2 separate regions of the Callithrix jacchus genome follow, and region 2 is linked to region 1. Evidence: chromatin contacts called from public Hi-C data. All regions are on one chromosome and are shown on one strand. Each heading gives the region's core, a stretch centred on a gene start, on an enhancer-like site or on the middle of the called end of the contact. The rest is flanking DNA. Distances are from core to core; before and after follow the strand shown. Region 1 holds the start of TRIM72 (tripartite motif containing 72). Region 2 holds the start of COX6A2 (cytochrome c oxidase subunit 6A2).

What was found. A called contact is a pair of places that touch in the nucleus more often than the background predicts.
Region 2: a Hi-C map of skeletal muscle shows a contact between it and region 1, with 3 times the contacts expected there. The contact joins the promoter of COX6A2 here to the promoter of TRIM72 in region 1. A contact is called at or near these places in 3 of 3 Hi-C or Micro-C datasets (induced pluripotent stem cells and skeletal muscle).

The regions. Positions count from the first base shown.
Region 1 is chr12:30,732,492-30,737,053 of calJac240_pri, forward strand. TRIM72 (tripartite motif containing 72) reads left to right here and starts at 2,169. Exons shown (of 7, transcript XM_035267472.3): 1 at 2,169-2,366; 2 at 2,796-3,192. The coding sequence starts at 2,803. It overlaps PYDC1 (pyrin domain containing 1), which reads right to left. Exons shown (of 3, transcript XM_017978880.4): 2 at 4,375-4,416; 3 at 4,002-4,199.
Region 2 is chr12:30,934,713-30,938,855 of calJac240_pri, forward strand. It overlaps COX6A2 (cytochrome c oxidase subunit 6A2), which reads right to left and starts at 1,824. Exons shown (of 3, transcript XM_008987561.3): 1 at 1,718-1,824; 2 at 1,480-1,616; 3 at 1,208-1,334. The coding sequence starts at 1,790. The coding sequence ends at 1,251.

The DNA of each region.
Region 1 (4,562 bases), core at 919-3,418:
TGAAAAACGGGTCAGAGTGATTAATGGGTTGTACCAGATAGAGCATTGTCGGCCACAGTGAGCACTTTGGTTTTTATTCTAGATGAAATTTCTTTCTTTTATTTTTTTATTTTTATTTTAATTGTTTTTGAGACAGAGTCTTGCTCCATCACCCAAGCTGGAGTGCAGTGGCGTGATCTCAGCTCACTACAGCCTCCAGCTCCCGGGTTCAAGCGATTCTCCAGCCTCAGCCTTCCAGGGAGCTGGGATTACAGGCACTTGCCACCACACCTGGCCAATTTTTGTATTTTTTTTCTTTTTTTTTTTTTTAGTAGAGATGGGGCTTCACCATGTTGGCAAAGCTGGTTTCGAACTCCTGACCTCAGGTGATCCTCCTGCTTCCGCCTCCCAAAGTGCTGCGATTACAGGGGTGAGCCACCATGCCTTGCCCTTTAAAAAAAAAAAAACTAAAGGGCCAGGCGCGGTGGCTCAGGCCTGTAATCCCAGCACTTTGGGAGGCCGAGGCGGGTGGATCACGAGGTCAAGAGATCAAGACCATCCTGGTCAACATGGTGAAACCCCGTCTCTACAGAAAATACAAAAAATTAGCTGGATATGGTGGCGCGTGCCTGTAATCCCAGCTACTCAGGAGGCTGAGGCAGGAGAATTGCCTGAATCCAGGAGGCAGAGGTTGCGGTGAGCCGAGATCGCGCCATTGCACTCCAGCCTGGGTAACAAGAGCGAAACTCCGTCTCAAAAAAAAAAAAAACTAAAAGTAAAATTGGGAGACATCACATGAGGTCAGGAGTTCGAGACCAGCCTGGCCAAAATGGTGAACTCCTGTCTCTACTAAAAATACAAAAATTAACCAGGTGTGGTGGTGGGTTCCATAATCCTTCCAGCTACTTAAGAGGCTGAGGCAGGGGAATCGCTTGAACCTGGGAGGCAGAAGCTGCAGTGAGTTGAGATCATATAAGTGCATTCCAGCCTGGGAGTCAGAGTGAGACTCAGTCTCACATACACACAAAAAAAGTGAAGGTAAAATAGTTTTTTTTTTTTAATAATTTCAACTTTTCTTTTTTATCTTTATTTATTTTCTTGAGACAGGGTCTCACTCTGTCACCCAGACTGGAGTGCAGTGTACAGTCTCAGCCCACTTCAGCCTTCGCCTCCCAGGTTGAGGTAATCCTCCCACGTCAGCCTCCTGAATAGCTGAGCTCACAGGCATGCACCACCACACTAGGCTAATTTTTTTAGTATTTTTTGTAGATACTGTGTGTGCAGGCATTGTGAACTTTTATTTATTTATTTATTTTTAGATGGGCCACCACACCTGGCTAATTTTGTATTTTTAGTAGAGATGGGGTTTCACCATCTTGGTCAAGCTGGTCTCAAACTCCTGACTTTGTGATCTGCCTGCCTTGGCCTCCCAAAGTGCTGAGATTGCAGGCGTGAGCCACCTCATCAGGCCAGTTGAGTTAATTTTTGTATGTGGTAAAAGGTAGGGTCCAGTTTCATTCCCTTGCATGTGGCTAGCCAGTTATCCCAGCGCCACTTAAATAAAATTTCAGTTGAGATTTGAAAGGTACACATACAGGAACCAGGGCCGAATTGAGTTCTGGGCTGCAGGCTGGATTCCGTTCATTCACTTATTCAATATCTCTCTATCAGTCATTCTCCAAGCATTTAGAGAGACCTTCTTTGTCCCAGGGCTTGTTCTGGGTGTACTGGAGAGACCAATGTGGAAAAGACCCTCCCCTCAGCTCTGGAGGAGGAAAACATTTCAGGGTGGGGTGAGGTCCTGCCCTCCTGCAAGTGGGGTAATCCTGCCAGAGTGGCCTTGGTCAGCCATAAGCTTGGGGAATGAGTGGACCACACGCTGGAGAGGGGCTGTGGGCAAGAGGAAGGAGCTGGAGAGTGTAAAGGTGGGAGTGGGGAGAGAAAGGGGAGACCCTCCCCTCAATTTTCTGTTTTTTTTCCATGGTGTGAGAGGCCCTGTCTCCCTGCTGGCTCTGAGCTCTAGCTCCAGGCTGGTGCGGAGCAGACAGTGGATGGGCCAAGACAGGTGGACCTGGCATGTGATACGTGCCCGGGGACGACTCAGCCCTTACTTTTAGAACGGTTTCCAGAACTGATGGGAGGGATTGGGCAGGGCAGCTAAATATAGTCCAGGGGCCTGGCTTAGTCTGGGAGGGTCTTCCGCTGAGCACTGTGTGCCCATCACGCCGAGTATCCACTGCCAGCTGCCCCTGTGAGTCCCCGTCCTTGCTTGGAGCCTGCTGCCTGTCTCAGATCCTTGGACACAGCCCTGACCCCGGTCCAGCTAGGCCCGACCCTGACCGGTCCTTCTTCGAGTCTCTTTTGGCCTAAGATCTCCAACCAGACCTGTGAGTCCCGGGGACTGGAGAGACGGGGGCGGGGAGGGCTGGGGATCGTGGTAAAGTGGGAGAGGGGAGTCTCGGAATGGGGGTTCTAGGGAATTTGGGGCAGGGGCTGAGGTCAGAGGGTGGGGCCTGGGGCTAAGGCGAGGGCAAGGACAGTGGGCTAGACCCTGGGGTTGTGTTCAGGAACTGGGGTTGACGGATAGGGTATATTTTTGGGTCTGTACTGAGAATTGCCATGGAGGCTGCTTTTGGGCCTGAGACCGAGTTCGTCTCACCCGGGCCGTCAGAGCCCCATCCAGTGTAGGATGTGCGGTCTTTACAGGCTGGTGCTTCTCCCTGCCGGGCGGCGGGGCCCGGCCTTAGGCTGGGGCTGGGGCTGGGCCGGGAGCGCGGCGCCGCGGGGTCCCCCTAACCGACTTTTCATCCACCCAGGTCCGCCATGTCGGCTGCGCCCGGCCTCCTGCATCAGGAGCTGTCCTGCCCGCTGTGCCTGCAGCTGTTCGACGCTCCCGTGACAGCTGAGTGCGGCCACAGTTTTTGTCGCGCCTGCCTGGGCCGCGTGGCCGGGGAGCCGGCTGCCGATGGCACCGTTCTTTGCCCCTCCTGCCAGGCTCCCACGCGGCCGCAGGCACTCAGCACCAACCTGCAGCTGGCGCGCCTGGTGGAGGGGCTGGGGCAGGTGCCGCAGGGCCACTGCGAGGAGCATCTGGACCCGCTGAGCATCTACTGCGAGCAGGACCGAGCGCTGGTGTGCGGAGTGTGCGCCTCACTCGGCTCGCACCGCGGCCACCGCCTCCTGCCCGCCGCGGAGGCCCACGCGCGCCTCAAGGTGCGGGACCCACGCTCATCGGGGTCGGAGGGGTTGTTCGGTGGCGCCGGGCCTGGTCAACGGGGAGGTCGCTGCACTGACTTGGATTCTGAGCCGCTAGAGAGGCTACCGAGCACCTACAGTTGCGGGAAGCGGGGGCGGGGCGAAGCAGCCTGGAAGGAGGGTCTGAGGAGCCGAATGCGGGGCTGGTAGAGGAAAGCCGCGCGGGGACGAAGCCTGGCCAGAAGGGCGCTGAGCAAACCTAGGTTTCCGGGCCTGAACCCCTCGAGGGACCGGGAGATGGGTGGGCGGATCCCCGGGGCGGGTCTGATGGGCGGGGCGGAGCCGGGCGGAGCGAGGACTGGCCAGCGGCCCAAGTGGTATTCTTGCACCCGGTGGGCGGGTCGGACTGGCTCCCCGCGCGGCGCTGGGGGAGGAGCGGCGTTCGGGAGGGAGCCAGGCGGCCGGGGCGGGGCTGTCCTGATGTCCTCAGCGGAGGCCCACGCGCCCCTGAAGCTGCGGAACTTGGGCAGGCCTGATGGGCTCCAGGCTGGCCTTACCGGAAGGGAGGCAGGATGGCCAGGTACGCCGGCCTTTGCACATGTGGGCGCGGGCCCAGCGGGCACCGAGAGCTCCACCCAGGATGCTTTTCTGGGTGTAGCTGGAAGTCCCGAAAGCCTCGGGAGCCCACGCAGTTGTGTGCGCCAGGACATACCCAGCAGAGACACCGAGACACAGGCAAATAGAGACGCGTGCACACCGGCTAGGGCGTGTAATACGTGTGTCAAAGCACACGCGTGTATCTACTAGCGGACACGTGCGCGCGCAGCCCCAGGAAAGTCTTCCATGAATGTTTATTGGGCAGTGGAAGAATAAACGCCAGGTATAGGGCTGGAGGAGGCGAGATCTGGAGGCACGGAGGCGTCCTCGGTCTCCGAGGTTGAGACTCTGCCATTGTTTTCCGCCACTGGTGCGCGCGCGGGGCTGGCTTTACCAGCGTTGCACTGCTCCTCCCCTTGGCCCGTATCCTAGAGGGGGTAAACCACCATCCTTTCGTTGGTATTCGAGGCCCCCATACTTCCCAGGGGCCCAGCCTCTCAGTCCCGCCAGCTCCTGCCTGGCCTAGTTCTGCTCAGTCCTGGCTGGTGGTCCCCTAGCTCAGGGCAGGAGCCTCCTCCCAGGAGCCTTCCCATCCCAGCTCACCTGTGCTTATGCCCTGGAACTCCCAAACTCGTCCGTCTTTATCTGCGAAGAGAGCACAGAACCCGTGAAACAGAACAGGGCCCAGGCAGCCCAACAGCCTAGAAAGGGGCTGTGGGGCAGGATGCAGCCCCCCTGGGGCTCTCGGCAGGCCGGCCCTTCGCCACCGGGAGGGGCTGGCTGGAGGTCTG
Region 2 (4,143 bases), core at 574-3,073, 200 kb after region 1:
CAGGATGGTCTCAATCTTGACCTCGTGATCCACCCGCCTCGGCCTCCCAAAGTGCTGGGATTACAGGCTTGAGCCACTGCGCCTGGCCTGTTTTTCTGGTTTTTTTTGAGACGGAGTCTTGCTCTGTCACCCAGGCTGGAGTGCAGCAGGGCAATCTTGGCTCACTGCAACCTCCGCCTCCAGAGTTCAAGTGATTCTCCTCTTCTCAGCCTCCTGAGTAGTTGGGACTACAGGCACATGCCACCAGACCAGGCTAATTTTTGTATTTTTAGTAGAGATGGGGTTTCACCATATTGGTCAGACTTGTCTTGAATTCCTGACCTTGTGATCTGCCTGCCTCGGCCTCCCAAAGTGTTCGGATTACAGGTGTGAGCCACCATGTTCAGCGCAGTCATCTTTTCTTAATGGGGCTGACAGGTGTATCGGGGAGAGGGTCAAAGAGTGTGTGTGTGTGTGTGCAGGAAGTAAAAATTGCCTTGCTGAGAGATCCTTTGTGTCAGTGCTAATTTTTCTTTGCAGCACTGAGCATCTGTTTCCAACATGAAATGTTCAGAGCTCATCTGAACTCCTGTCCCCCTTGAATGGGGTACCCAGAAGCCAGGAGAGCCAGGCTAGGAGCATGTGATTTCCTAAATGGAAGCCCCATTAAGAAAGGTCATAGAGAATGACCAAAAGATTCCAAATCCAGTATTAGGTCCCCAGGCCACACACACAGGACTGTGGAGCCTGTGTCTGAAATCCAGATAGCTGGGATTCAGAGAACCAGTGGCTCAGGTGTCAGGCAAGAAGTGGACTTCAGGATCTGCAGCCCTGGGCTCCCAGGAGAACTCTGCCAGACTGCCTGAACTTGGACAAGTCATTTAATCCCCGAGAATCTCAGGTCCTCCTTTGGAGAAGGGGAACCAAAATTATACCCTGCTCCCAGAGTTACTGTGGGGATTCAGTGTATAGGGAAGCCCATTACAGCCTAGAGCCCTAATTATTAATAGGTGTGTGTGAGAGAGAGGACTCATTATTACTAGGTGAGAGAGACAGAGCTGGGATCACCTACCTGTGCATGGGGGAGGAACACCCCTGTATCAGCGACGTGGGAAAAACACGTGGAGCGCCCACCGAGCTGTGTGCATGCGTGGAACAGGAGCGCTTACTGTACTCGGTGCCTCTGCCAGCGCTCCCCGCGGCCCGCCCTCCCCACAGAGCCGCGGACTTGAAGCTTCACACCTTTATTGCACCCGTGGGCGTCAGGGGCCTCAGGAGCTTTCGTAACCAGTGGGCAGAGGGTTGACGTGGGAATTGTGGAACAGAGTGTGGTTGCCGTCCCCCCAGGGGAAGCGCTGCGGAGAAAGCGGAAGAGGGAGGGCGCGTAAGCGCCCTGAGTCCGGCTCCGCCCCTCCCGCGCCCTCCCCCGTCCCAGTGCGCCCGTCCCTCGCCTCTACCCACGCGCCAGTCCCGCGCCCCCCGCGCGCCCGTCCCGCGTACCTTAGTGCGGATGCGGAGGTGGGGGTAAGCAATGAACTCGGGGCGCGGGCGGTGGCCTGAATGGAGATAGGCGTTGAGGGTGCAGAGGGCCACGCTCGGCAGCGCCAGCACGAAGGTCAGCAGGCGCCAGGTGCGAGCTGCGGGCGGAGCGAAGTGAATGCGGCGGGCCTGGGGGGGCGGGCCCGGGAACAGGTGGGCAGGGTCGGGGAGCCCCGGCATCCGCCCGCTCCCCACTCACCTCCTGTCCCTCCGTGGCCTTCTTTGGCAGCGCTGGCCAAGCCCCGGCTCAGGGGCCTCAGCGGCAAAGCCATGGCGGTGTGGGGAGCCGGGAACCAGTACTGTCCTGGCTCTCCTTCCTGGGGCCTGGGGTCTCCTCCCGTCTCTGGCCAATCACCTGTTGAGTGTGGAGTACAGGCGGCTATTTTTAGGGGTTTCTATATTTAAAATGGGGCCTGACTGGCTTGAGGGTGTCTCCAGACAGCTGTTGTCCTGTGCCTCTTATTTTGGCAAGGGGGCATTTAAAGTACAATGCCATTCTTTTTATATAGTTGCAGGGAAAATATTTTGTTCCCTATTCTATGCCTCGTGGCTGGCACACAGCCTTTAATAAATATTTGTAGAATGAATAAAATTGTCTTTTTGGGTCTCAGTTTTTTCAGCTGTAAAATGTATAATAATTCATACCTTAAAAGAATTTTTAAATAATAGAGACGGGGATCTCACTGTGTTGTCCAGGGTGGTCTGGAACTCTTGGGCTCATGTGATCCTCCCACCTCAGCCTCCCACAGTGCTGGGATTATAGGCATGAGCCACCACGACCGGCCCTTAAATGATTTTTATGAAGTTTATGTAAGGTAGGAATGTGTCAACCTAGATTTTGGCAGGTAATACTCGTTCAGTTTATGTAGTCACAGTTCTTTGTAAAGAACAGAACTCACTCTCACTAATTTTAAAAGATAATTGAGCATCTCAGGTAGCTCACTATGTCTAGTATGGCCAGAGAGGCCTATAGTCTGCACAGTCAGAAACAGGTCATTCTGTTGACCAGCTGCAGTGACACCCCCACAGCTCACACTGCTGGACCCTCAATGCCGAAAACTTCATTAATGCTGCCCTGGAAAGCCAGAGTCTTCCACCCTCATCCCCATGAAACCTATATCCTGGGTCACTCTCCTCTGAGTCATGTGATTGCACCCACTGGCAACCCCTAGGTGCCCAAGCTGCAGGAGGGGCTGGGAAACTGAGCTCTGGATTCTGCCTTAGGGAGGCAGGACTTGTAGGGAAAATCCCCAGGTCTAGGATGAATATTCAAAAGACTGAGCAGCCACAAGCCTGACAGGTGTCTACTGCAAAGTGCATTCTCTCGATCTGAAAACTATGACTGCTTGGAGAAAGTGAGCCTAGAAAGGGCCGGTATGAGCCCTCTATCAAAGCAGGTCATGAGAAAGCCACAAGACCAGGCAAGGATGACATGTGCCTGTTCTGCCCTCAGCACCCGGCATGGACCTTGGCATGAAGTAGGTGTTCTAAAAATAAGTATGTAATGAATGCTTGAATGTTGTTCCTTTGGTTAACCCTATAGCAATGCCTTTTCAGAATTATAATCCAATAGGTACTTCCAGGTTTTATCAAGGGTTTATGTATCTAGTATGAACTTAATATACAAAAGAAAAATGAATTATGGAGGCATATAATCTGAATTTAATTTATATAAGAAAAACAAGGAAGGTACATTTTCAAGAAGGGTCCCTATACCTGTTTCTCCGCGGCAATAAACTGAACACTAGGTTCCACCCAACTTTTTTTTTTTTTTTTTTTTTTTTTTTTAAGATGGAGTTTCGCTCTTGTTACCCAGGCTGGAGTGCAACCTCCGCCTCCTGGGTTCAGGCAATTCTCCTGCCTCAGCCTCCCAAGTAGGTTCCACCCAACTTTAAGCTGCTGCTTCTACTTTTAAAAAAACTAACCTCCTTGAGCAGTCAATTGTTATACAGTGTTGCAAAATTATTCCCTCACAGTTGTTTTTCCCAGTTGGACTTTGGCATTGTTGCAGAGAAGATGGGGCCCTATTCCAGTAAGATATCTGGCATCTCCCTCCACACATAGCCCCCTCCCTACCTATATAAGATAATGGCGCCTGGAGAAAACAGAAATGAAGACAGATACTTTTATTTCAAAAAATTCTAGTGAGATGTGGTGGCTCACAGTTGTAATCCCAGCACTTTGAGGGGCCCAGGCAGGAGGACTGCTTGAGATCAGGAGTTTGAGATCAGCCTGGGCAATGTAGTGAGGCACCATCTCTTTAAAAAAAATTAGCTGGGTGTGGTGGTACATACCTGTAGTTCCAGCTATTTGGGAGGCTGAGGCAGGAGGACTGCTTGAGCCCAGGAGGAGGTTGCAATGAGCTGTGATTGTACCACTGTACTCCAGCTTGGGTGACAGAGCAAGACTGTCTCAAAAAAAAAAAAAAAAAAAAAGAGGAAAAGGTTCTAGACTTCTTTTCTTTCCTAAAATGGCCCCTCAGAGTTTTGCTGGTCGTTGCCAAACAATTCCCTGGAAATTCCCATTCCTTTGTTCTCAGCTTGGGACCTCTCACGGAGTTTTCTTGCTGGGACATGGAAAACGGCCTGAGGGCTGTTGTAGCAAGAGCTGCGGGGAACAAACTTC